2 separate regions of the Columba livia genome follow, and region 1 is linked to region 2. A link is a contact called in public Hi-C data. All regions are on one chromosome and are shown on one strand. Each heading gives the region's core, a stretch centred on a gene start, on an enhancer-like site or on the middle of the called end of the contact. The rest is flanking DNA. Distances are from core to core; before and after follow the strand shown. Region 1 overlaps LOC135579886 (a long non-coding RNA gene). Region 2 overlaps TRAF3IP1 (TRAF3 interacting protein 1).

Evidence for each region. Hi-C and Micro-C count contacts between places; a contact is called where the count stands out from the background.
Region 1: a contact with region 2 is called in a Hi-C map of crop, with 4 times the contacts expected there. The contact joins two enhancer-like sites. A contact is called at or near these places in 2 of 2 Hi-C or Micro-C datasets (crop and liver).

Annotation. Positions count from the first base shown.
Region 1 is chr7:35,052,271-35,056,586 of bColLiv1.pat.W.v2, reverse strand. LOC135579886 (a long non-coding RNA gene) reads left to right here. Exons shown (of 11, transcript XR_010473763.1): 6 at 208-385. Among named protein-coding and RNA genes, the nearest start is that of ASB1, 77 kb to the right of the region's middle. Within about 2 kb of position 2,401, at least 2 of the 3 cell types and tissues checked have an H3K27ac peak away from gene starts, as active enhancers do.
Region 2 is chr7:34,944,972-34,948,926 of bColLiv1.pat.W.v2, reverse strand. All of the region lies in intron 12 of TRAF3IP1 (TRAF3 interacting protein 1), which reads right to left. Among named protein-coding and RNA genes, the nearest start is that of TRAF3IP1, 30 kb to the right of the region's middle. Within about 2 kb of position 2,211, at least 1 of the 3 cell types and tissues checked has an H3K27ac peak away from gene starts, as active enhancers do.

The sequences.
Region 1 (4,316 bases), core at 1,152-3,651, 110 kb before region 2:
AGTGCAGCAGTGATTTGTGCCAGGGCTGCTGAGTGGTTTCAAATGTGTCCATGAGGTCAAGATGAATGGGTCTGTTGCATTTTGCATGGTGCTTTCTTGTGATAGAAGCCCTCTTTGGCTGGCTGAGGTCCTCATCTCAGTCTGTGTTGGCTCATACCTGTACACCCCGTGGACTTGTTCTGCACCTCCATTGGCTTCCTCCACCAGGACCAGCCCATGGAGCAGGAGATGAGTATCACCAGGCCCTTCAAGAAAGGATGCTGCTCTTGACTGAAGTTCAGGATGGTTTAAGCCAGCAGAGGATATGCCCTGAAGACATTGCCTGAGACTTGAAGCTGGACCTAGGTGTCCTTGACTCTTTCTCCTGGCATGCAGCAGCAAGCAGGTAGGCATCTGTGTTGACCCTCTCCCATGACCATCTGCCCAGTTCCCACATTTCCTCCCTCACTCTTTGGCCCTGTCTGGAAGGACTCCCATCCTCAGCTGGCCACCCGGAAGACCTCTTGCCCAACTCCATGGAGAGTAGCCCAACAAGCCCCTCTGTGAGCCGCTCGAGCTGGTGTAATTGAGCCAGCTTCCCCTTCCCTGCTCCTCCCTGCCATGAGTCACCATTTCCCCGAAGCCTCTCAGTTGCAAACGGGGATGATCCTGCTGTGCTGGCCCATTCCCCAGCACTGCCTCCCTGTGGGAGATGAAATGGGGGGGCTTGTGCCTCACCCCTGCTCTCCAGGGGCAAGGAGTGCCCCAAAAACACCCTGTCTTCCATAGATATGATGGATAATCGGGGTTCTCCTCTGTTCTCACCTGCCCGCATCCATCCTTCCTCTCATTTACCGCTTTTGACGCTTTGGTGATGTTTTTTCCCCCTTGACAGAGAAGAGTGGGGTTGGGTGGTGGGTGGCTGGGGGAAGCCGGCATGCCTGCCAGGAATGCAGGGTCGGGTTTTGCAGGGCACGGCTTCAACCACTTGGCAACCCCCTTCCTCCTCTTCCCCCCTCCTCCTCCCCACCGTCCCCCTCCCGATTTGAGCAATGAAAAACAACTTCCTGTCAATAAACAGGAACAAAAGCTTGGACACATCTTCAAAGTGATGAGTTATGTCGAAAATATGTTTCAGAGCGCTTTGAATGTTCCTGTGAACTGTAGGGAAATGATTGTTCATGGTGCTTTGGCATTCAAGGAGTGTTTATAAATAAGCGCTGCAGGTCTGCATGAGTTAGTTTTTGCCATGAGAAAAAATGCAACAGGACAAGAAGTGAGAGGAAGAGAGGACAAAGGCCTAAGAGGAGAAAGAAACAGAAAGCAGGTCCTGGGTAATAGTGTGAAGTTTAAAAGTTTCAAATTAAGTGGCGAAGGTGGCATCAGCCCTGTGCCTGGTGTGAGCTGGTTCTGCTTTGGGACAGTGTCTTCTCCTGGCACCTGGCCATGGGGCTGGTGGAACAGGACATGGATGCTGGTGCTGGGCTGGGCACTGCTATTGCTGCATGGGACATGGAAGAAGGCAGAAAGCATACGGTTCCCATTGGTTTCCAAAAGTGAAAACATGTGCTGGAATCCCAGCCAGACATGCTTCTTGTTATTTTAATGAGAAATTCCATAATTAGTGGCAAAAAAATAAAAAGAAGCTCCACTGCAAGTGAAAGAAAACCCCACTCTCTCCTCTCCAGCACATGATAGATGCATCAAAAAGATGTGGTGTTTTTATAGACATACATTACTTGACAGGCTATGATGTTCCTTAATCTATTTGCTTGAGGGAATTAAAAAAGAAACATTTTTTAAAAAAGCAACAAAATAAACATGACAGATTTTTTTACTTAAGCAGTCCTTGTCTTAAATGGGCAATGCGCTCCCCACCTGTAATTCATTTGTCAGCAGTTAAACATCATTACAACATTGACAGCCAATCTGAATGCAGAAGAGCTGGGCTTTTGTATGGCTATAAACTACAGGACATCAAACTGTACTTTATGGAGTAGGGGCCGGTCAGAAGTGACCCCTTCTAAACTTTTACAATTCTCTGCATTCTTCTGATTATAGTAAAGATTTATTTGAACTTTGATATATATATGTATATAAAAAAGTGTGTTTTATTAAAAACATTTCAACCCAGTTCTTTAGTGGAAGAGGAGAGAGAAGAAATATACTGCAAGACGTCTGAAGCTGGTAGTTTTTATTCATCTTGCGAAGTGGTCATGGATGGATTTGCTTGGATTCATGTTCAGAAATAAACACGTAGTATTGCATTACATCCCGTTTACACACTTTGTTCTCCAAACATGTTTGACATCTAATTGCACAACTCCTTGGCTAGCTGGTACAGCACAGAAAGCCCTTGTAAGGGGTTTGCTGAAAGACGGCTTTTTGGAGGAGAAAAGGTGCTTCGGTGGCTGAGTGCTGACGGATGCCCTCTCTCACCTGCTCTCTTTGCTGTTTCCCTAGAGCATCCTTAGGTGCTCTTGGGGCAGGTGTTTAGCAATTCACGTCTTCTGCTCTCAGAAAAATCCTCTGAAAAATCTAATTTATTGCTTTTCAGTGTTTCAGCTTGCTGCGAAGAGCACGGGGCTAATAACCGCACCGTTTTCCAGTCAGTGTCAGACCAAGTATGGGAAAGAAATTAAGGCGATGCTGCAAGCTGAGCTGTGCATTCAGGAAAGAGGAAAACACTGTAGGTTTTCCTCCTCTTTCTCAGGGCCCTCATGCATTGCTGGCATGCCTGGCTCAGCACAGCTGAATTTCAGCACTCGTCCACAGACCCATATAACAGAGAAAATGTCTCGATGCTGTGAAAGTCCTGCTCTTCACCTGCTAGGCAGCAATAATCCCCAAAGAGGGTGGTGTTTTCTAGCAATAAAAAATGGGATTTTACACGCACTCCTGTGATGTATGTGTACACATACATTATTTTTTGCAGAAAGACAAGTACTAGAAAAGCGATGGGATGGATGGTCTGTGTTTGGTGGAATCCTCTTCAAGGTATGTTGTGATCGCAGGATGGACACCATGTTGCAGTGGATTTTGGGAAACATCCTTTCAGCAGGGAACTTGACTTAGGGACAGATACAAGAGGCACTTGAGCCATAATTCCTGGGAAGCCTCAAGATCAGAGCAATGGGCTTTTTGAAAGTTGTGCAGAGTGGAGAAATGCTGATGAGAGAGATTTTTCCAAGGAAACTTGCCACTTCCACAGATTTGTTGTTTCCCCTGGTGAAGAAATGTGATTGTGCTGAAAACCTGCAGTGTTGTTCTTTTTTATATTTCTTTTTCTTTCTATTTTATTTTGAAGGTTCGGGGGAGACGGACCTGAAATGAAACACTTCATTTTGGTCAGTTTGACCTGATTGGGGAATGCTTCATTCTTTTGATTGGATTGGTTTCAAATCAATTCAGAACATAATTCAGCTTCCCTCGGGGCAAGTGCAGCTCTGACTCTTTTTCTTTATTGTGGCTGTGCTCTCAGAAGGACCTCGATGCCCAGGAGACTAGGAACAACTTTTGGCTGAGTCCACAGGAATAGCATTAATCTGGGGGCATGGTTGCATGGTCCAAAGAAGAGCATCCAACAATTGTAAAATATAAAATGGTCCAGCTAGCCCTTATTTCCTTTCGAGCTAGTTATGAGGGCTACCTGGAGGAATATGATAGAGAAATTATATTGAGATCTTTCCCCCCGGTGTCTCTCTGCTGCCAGCCACCAGCAAGGTAGAGATCATGCACTCTCTTCATAAGACAGGGACGTTAGGTTTGCTGATGTAATGACTTGAAAGTAAGCATTTTGCAGTAATTTCAGCTCCTGTTCTGAACTTTAGCCTTTCGAGTCATATCAGTTCTGACATTTCTACATAATTTTCTTCTTTTCTGGACAATAGTCCTGGAGCCTTATTTGGAATTTCAAGATTTTGCATTGTTTTGAAGCACAGAGCAAACACTGAAATGTCAGACATTCCCCAGCGACAGAAGTTTAATGTCTGGGCATGACACTTTGTGGCTGAGATAGGGGAGACAAAGAAAGGCTGGAATGAGCCAGTAGTTGCTGATGTTTTGGTGCTGAAGAGCTCAGTGATCACTACTTTGAATAGCTGGTCTTTTTCCTGTTTGTTGGCCAGCTCCCTCCAACTTTCTGTTGCTTTCTTTAAAATGGTTCTGTTTTCCTCAGTAAAATTTAAAGCGCAGATCAAATGGAGCAGGTTGTCTTTCTTCTGTGCACATTTCTTTAAAAAGAATTGGTGTACTTTTGAAATGGAAGTGTCTTGTCCTGAAAATGCTGAAACTAACCTCTTTTCAAAAGCACTGTTCTCCTGTCTTTTCAATTCAAA
Region 2 (3,955 bases), core at 962-3,461:
GTGCAGCTGATGGATTAATGTAAAAAAATCAGCGGCCTGAGGAACTTTAAACAAACAGAATCAGCAACGATTGTATTTGTTCTAAGCTTAGAAGTGCATACTTAATTTATCACATTTGTAATTAACATTAATATTATCCAGGTGCTAAGCTATTCAATATCACTTGTTCCCTGCAGAAACCTCAGAGCTGCCTCTTTTCTGAAGCCTGTGAACTGTATTTGGTAGGGCAAAGATGGGAATTCTGTGATCCCACTTGCTTAACCTATTTAATAACCTGCCTACATTTTCCACACATCAAATAAATGAAGTGGAATACAAAATGTAACATCTGTTTCTTTCTCTGTTTAACATTAGAGGGTTACATTCTAAACAAATACATTTAGGAAGTCTTTTTAGGAATTTGTTAGGCTGAACACAGCTAATCAAGACAGCAAAAATCTTGTGTATTTCCAGAATGACCTCTTTGTTTGACCTGAAAATTATGTATATTATTTTAAGTTTCTGCACATGCAAAACCTACATTATGAAACTCTCACTCTTCTTTTCTCTTCTTTTTCTTTATAAAACTTCTTAAAAAGCAAATGCATGTTTGGGAAATGCAGCACATACCAGGTTTCAGAGGAATGCTTTTAACACAAACAAATGCTCCTCAGCAGTTAGAAGTAAAGGCGTGAAACATCCCCAAGAGTTCACCAGTGTTACCTCTGGATTAAGTATTAATTCACCAACTTCACCTAATTTCTAGTTGATTAATCCATAATAAATCAGGTAGATCCATTAATCAGTTTATTGCTGAATATTTGACTTAATAAAGTATTAGCTAAAAGTTCCAGCACTCAGACTACAAACTGATTTTTCTGCCCAACTGGCAGAAGAACAAGACTTTAAAGACTAATGAATATAACTAGGAAAATATTTCATTCATTTTGTATGTATTGAATAGTCTAATGAAACAAGGAAAGATGAACATTCTCACTGACAGACACAAGGATGACTGTCATTTCACCACATGTGATTTCCCAAAACAAGAATTCTTTCACGTTTTCACTGTACTTTTGGTTATCTTACTCCAGAATAAAGAAGTACAACTCCATACCACTCTCCAATGCATAATGTTTTGGAATACAGTTGCACACTGGTGTAGAAGATATTTCTTCTGGAGAGTTTGATGGAAAACAAATTAAATAAAAGAGCTGACAGTCTGGGGAGAAATGGTCAAATGTCAGACGGATGCTGCTTCCCAGCAGACTGCAGAGCCAGACCTGGCACAGAACCTACGGCCACTTGAACACAACACAGAGTTCACCGACCCGCTCTCACAGTCCCACCAACACAACAGGACGTGGTTCCACTTGGAGACCACTTGGCTGGAATAAACCATTTGAAACTCTTCCTTCTTTTTTAATTACTTTTGCTGCCTCTCTCCAAAAAGATTCCACAGACCTGTAACTGTTCCTCCCCAAAACTGCTGGTCTGCAGTCTTGCAAGAAAAAAATCCTGCCGCTTTCTTCTTCATGGTGTTAGGAACATCCCTCAGAGATGAGCCATGCTCACAGGTCACACGAGCACGCCAGACCCCTACCTGCCACCCTCTGCATATCTGGTCCCTGAAATATTCCCAGAGGCAACACCACGTTGGCAATGTATTTTTTACTGTCTCCCGCATCATAGTGTCTCTACCCTGTAAAATAAATTTCCAGGATTCAGTAATGTCTCCAGCTGGTGTTTTCTGTACTACATCTGTCAAGTCCCAGTCACTAACGCTGAGCATTTCTAATCCTCTTTTCCATTGATTTTTTTTTCTCTCTGCTGTCAGGAGAACTAAGCTTCTCCTCTCTGGATCACAGCACCTTCTTCAAAATAATTTGAAAAGCAGTAGCAGCAAAGAAACCTAGCGCACTTGCAGCCAGCTGCTTGGATAGGAGATCAGATGATATTCCAGGAGCTCAGCGCTGCATGCAAGTTTTCACGTGATGGACCAGGAAGTCAGCACGTTTTTTTCCAGAATTAGTTGTCTATTATCAGTGCTGCTAACGCAGGTCAATGCTTCAAAAGATGCAACAAAAGACAAACAAGGACTGAATGAATGTTTTAGACTGAAAACAGGCAACGGGACTAAATGGTTATTGTAGGAGGACGCAATTGTCTGCATGCATTTTAAAAAAATCTAAGGGTTAAAAGGGAATCATTTAGTCTTATTCAGAAAAAGCCCCAGAAAATTTAGCACAAACACCAGAGGAAGCTTCCTGAGCATAAAATCCATGTGGTTTTGTAAACGCTCCCTCATTGTCCCTTTCTATGTCCAGTGCTTGAGCTGACAGGATACAAGACCAAACAGTACAGCCTACAGCACAATTATGTAGTGGTGGAAGGCATTATTAAATGAACAACTAATGCTGTCCCAACACTTAGTCTTGAGACTGATTCAACAGCACCACCTAGTTACAAAACCAGGAACAGCTGGATCTCCTTTTCTCGCAAGTGCCAGCTGAACACACATTCCAGTAACCACCTTTAGAGCTACTACATAAACAGCAACATAATTTTAACCTTCCTTTTCTTCGAGCAGTTATATAAAGACAGAACTTATTCAAGCAGGTGAATTTTCACATCAGACACATTAATTAGAAATAGCCAACAGTGTTTCAATGATCAGTACACAGACGTTACAAGTCGCACATTTGTAGTAAACAGTATATAATTCAGCAAGTTGGATAAATCTGTAATTATTCATAACAGATCGTGAACAGGAAAACTAAAGGTATTTTCCTATTTTACTAATTCATTTCTTTCTATAATCTCAGCCCTGGAAAGAATTTTCTTCCAGCCAAGCGGGCCCGGATCTCAGATAATCCCAAACTTTGGATGGGAAGATACTCCCGCTAGGGTCTGATCTGCCATCCCAACTTTCTCAGTTTGCTGGGGAAGAAATGAAAATGCTTGTCTGTATGGCAGCACAACCCATTACCACTGTACACAAAAGTATATGGTAGTATCTCTGTTTCAGAGAAGAGAATTGTTGATTTTATCCGTCCAAAATTCCAATCCTAAAAGTTAACACTGTGTCACTTTTGCTGCAGATTGTAGAGGCGATTATAAGGTCAAACTGAGTTTTCAAAACAGTCTGCTGGCCACCATGGCTTTAGTTCCTTAGGGACATTTATTTTTTTTGTTGTACACTTTCCTCATAAGCTTTCATAATATCATTACTCATTGCAAATTACTACAGTTGATAAAGCCAAGAGAGACAGTCAAGTGGTCAAGGGTTCAAAAGTCACTACTGTTTTCAGACAGCTGCTCCAATGTGGATGAGGTTGGCTCCAGAGCATCTCCCCTTGGCAACTGACCGAGGGGTCTAAGAGATCAAAATAAAACAAAAAAAACTGAAGCAACACAAAAAGCCAAAACCAACAAAACCTTCCCATTCCAAACCATTGATAGTGGGAAAAAATCAAATAAAATCAAATCACTTCATATACTCAGACCTGAATGCTGGGGTGTGCTAGGATGTTATGAGGGAAATATTTGGTGATACAAAAATACTTTATATGGTTAACAACACCAGAGATCCCTTTTTTTTAAGACAATGATAATGATTGCTGAGCAGTATGATACTGTTCTTTAAACACCCAGAGACTGAAACAACAATGGTGCAGCTGTACAAATGCAGAGTGTGCCCTACTACACCTACGGCAAGGCTGAAAAAAGCAGACTTTGTTCTGGAAAACAATAATAGGCTAAAGAAGGCTCCCAGGAAAACCAAACTAGGAAAAAAAATAAAAGAAGAAAACAAAACACCACAAAAATTAAATGTGAGAAAGAGCACTACACAGAGATGGTGACAATATCTGACAGCTTAATGGAGAAAAGAAGCAGCATAACACATCAAGGCATCAAGGAAGAAAGCTTGCTCATAAATGGAAAAAACACATTTAAGGCAGAGAAAAAGGTCACA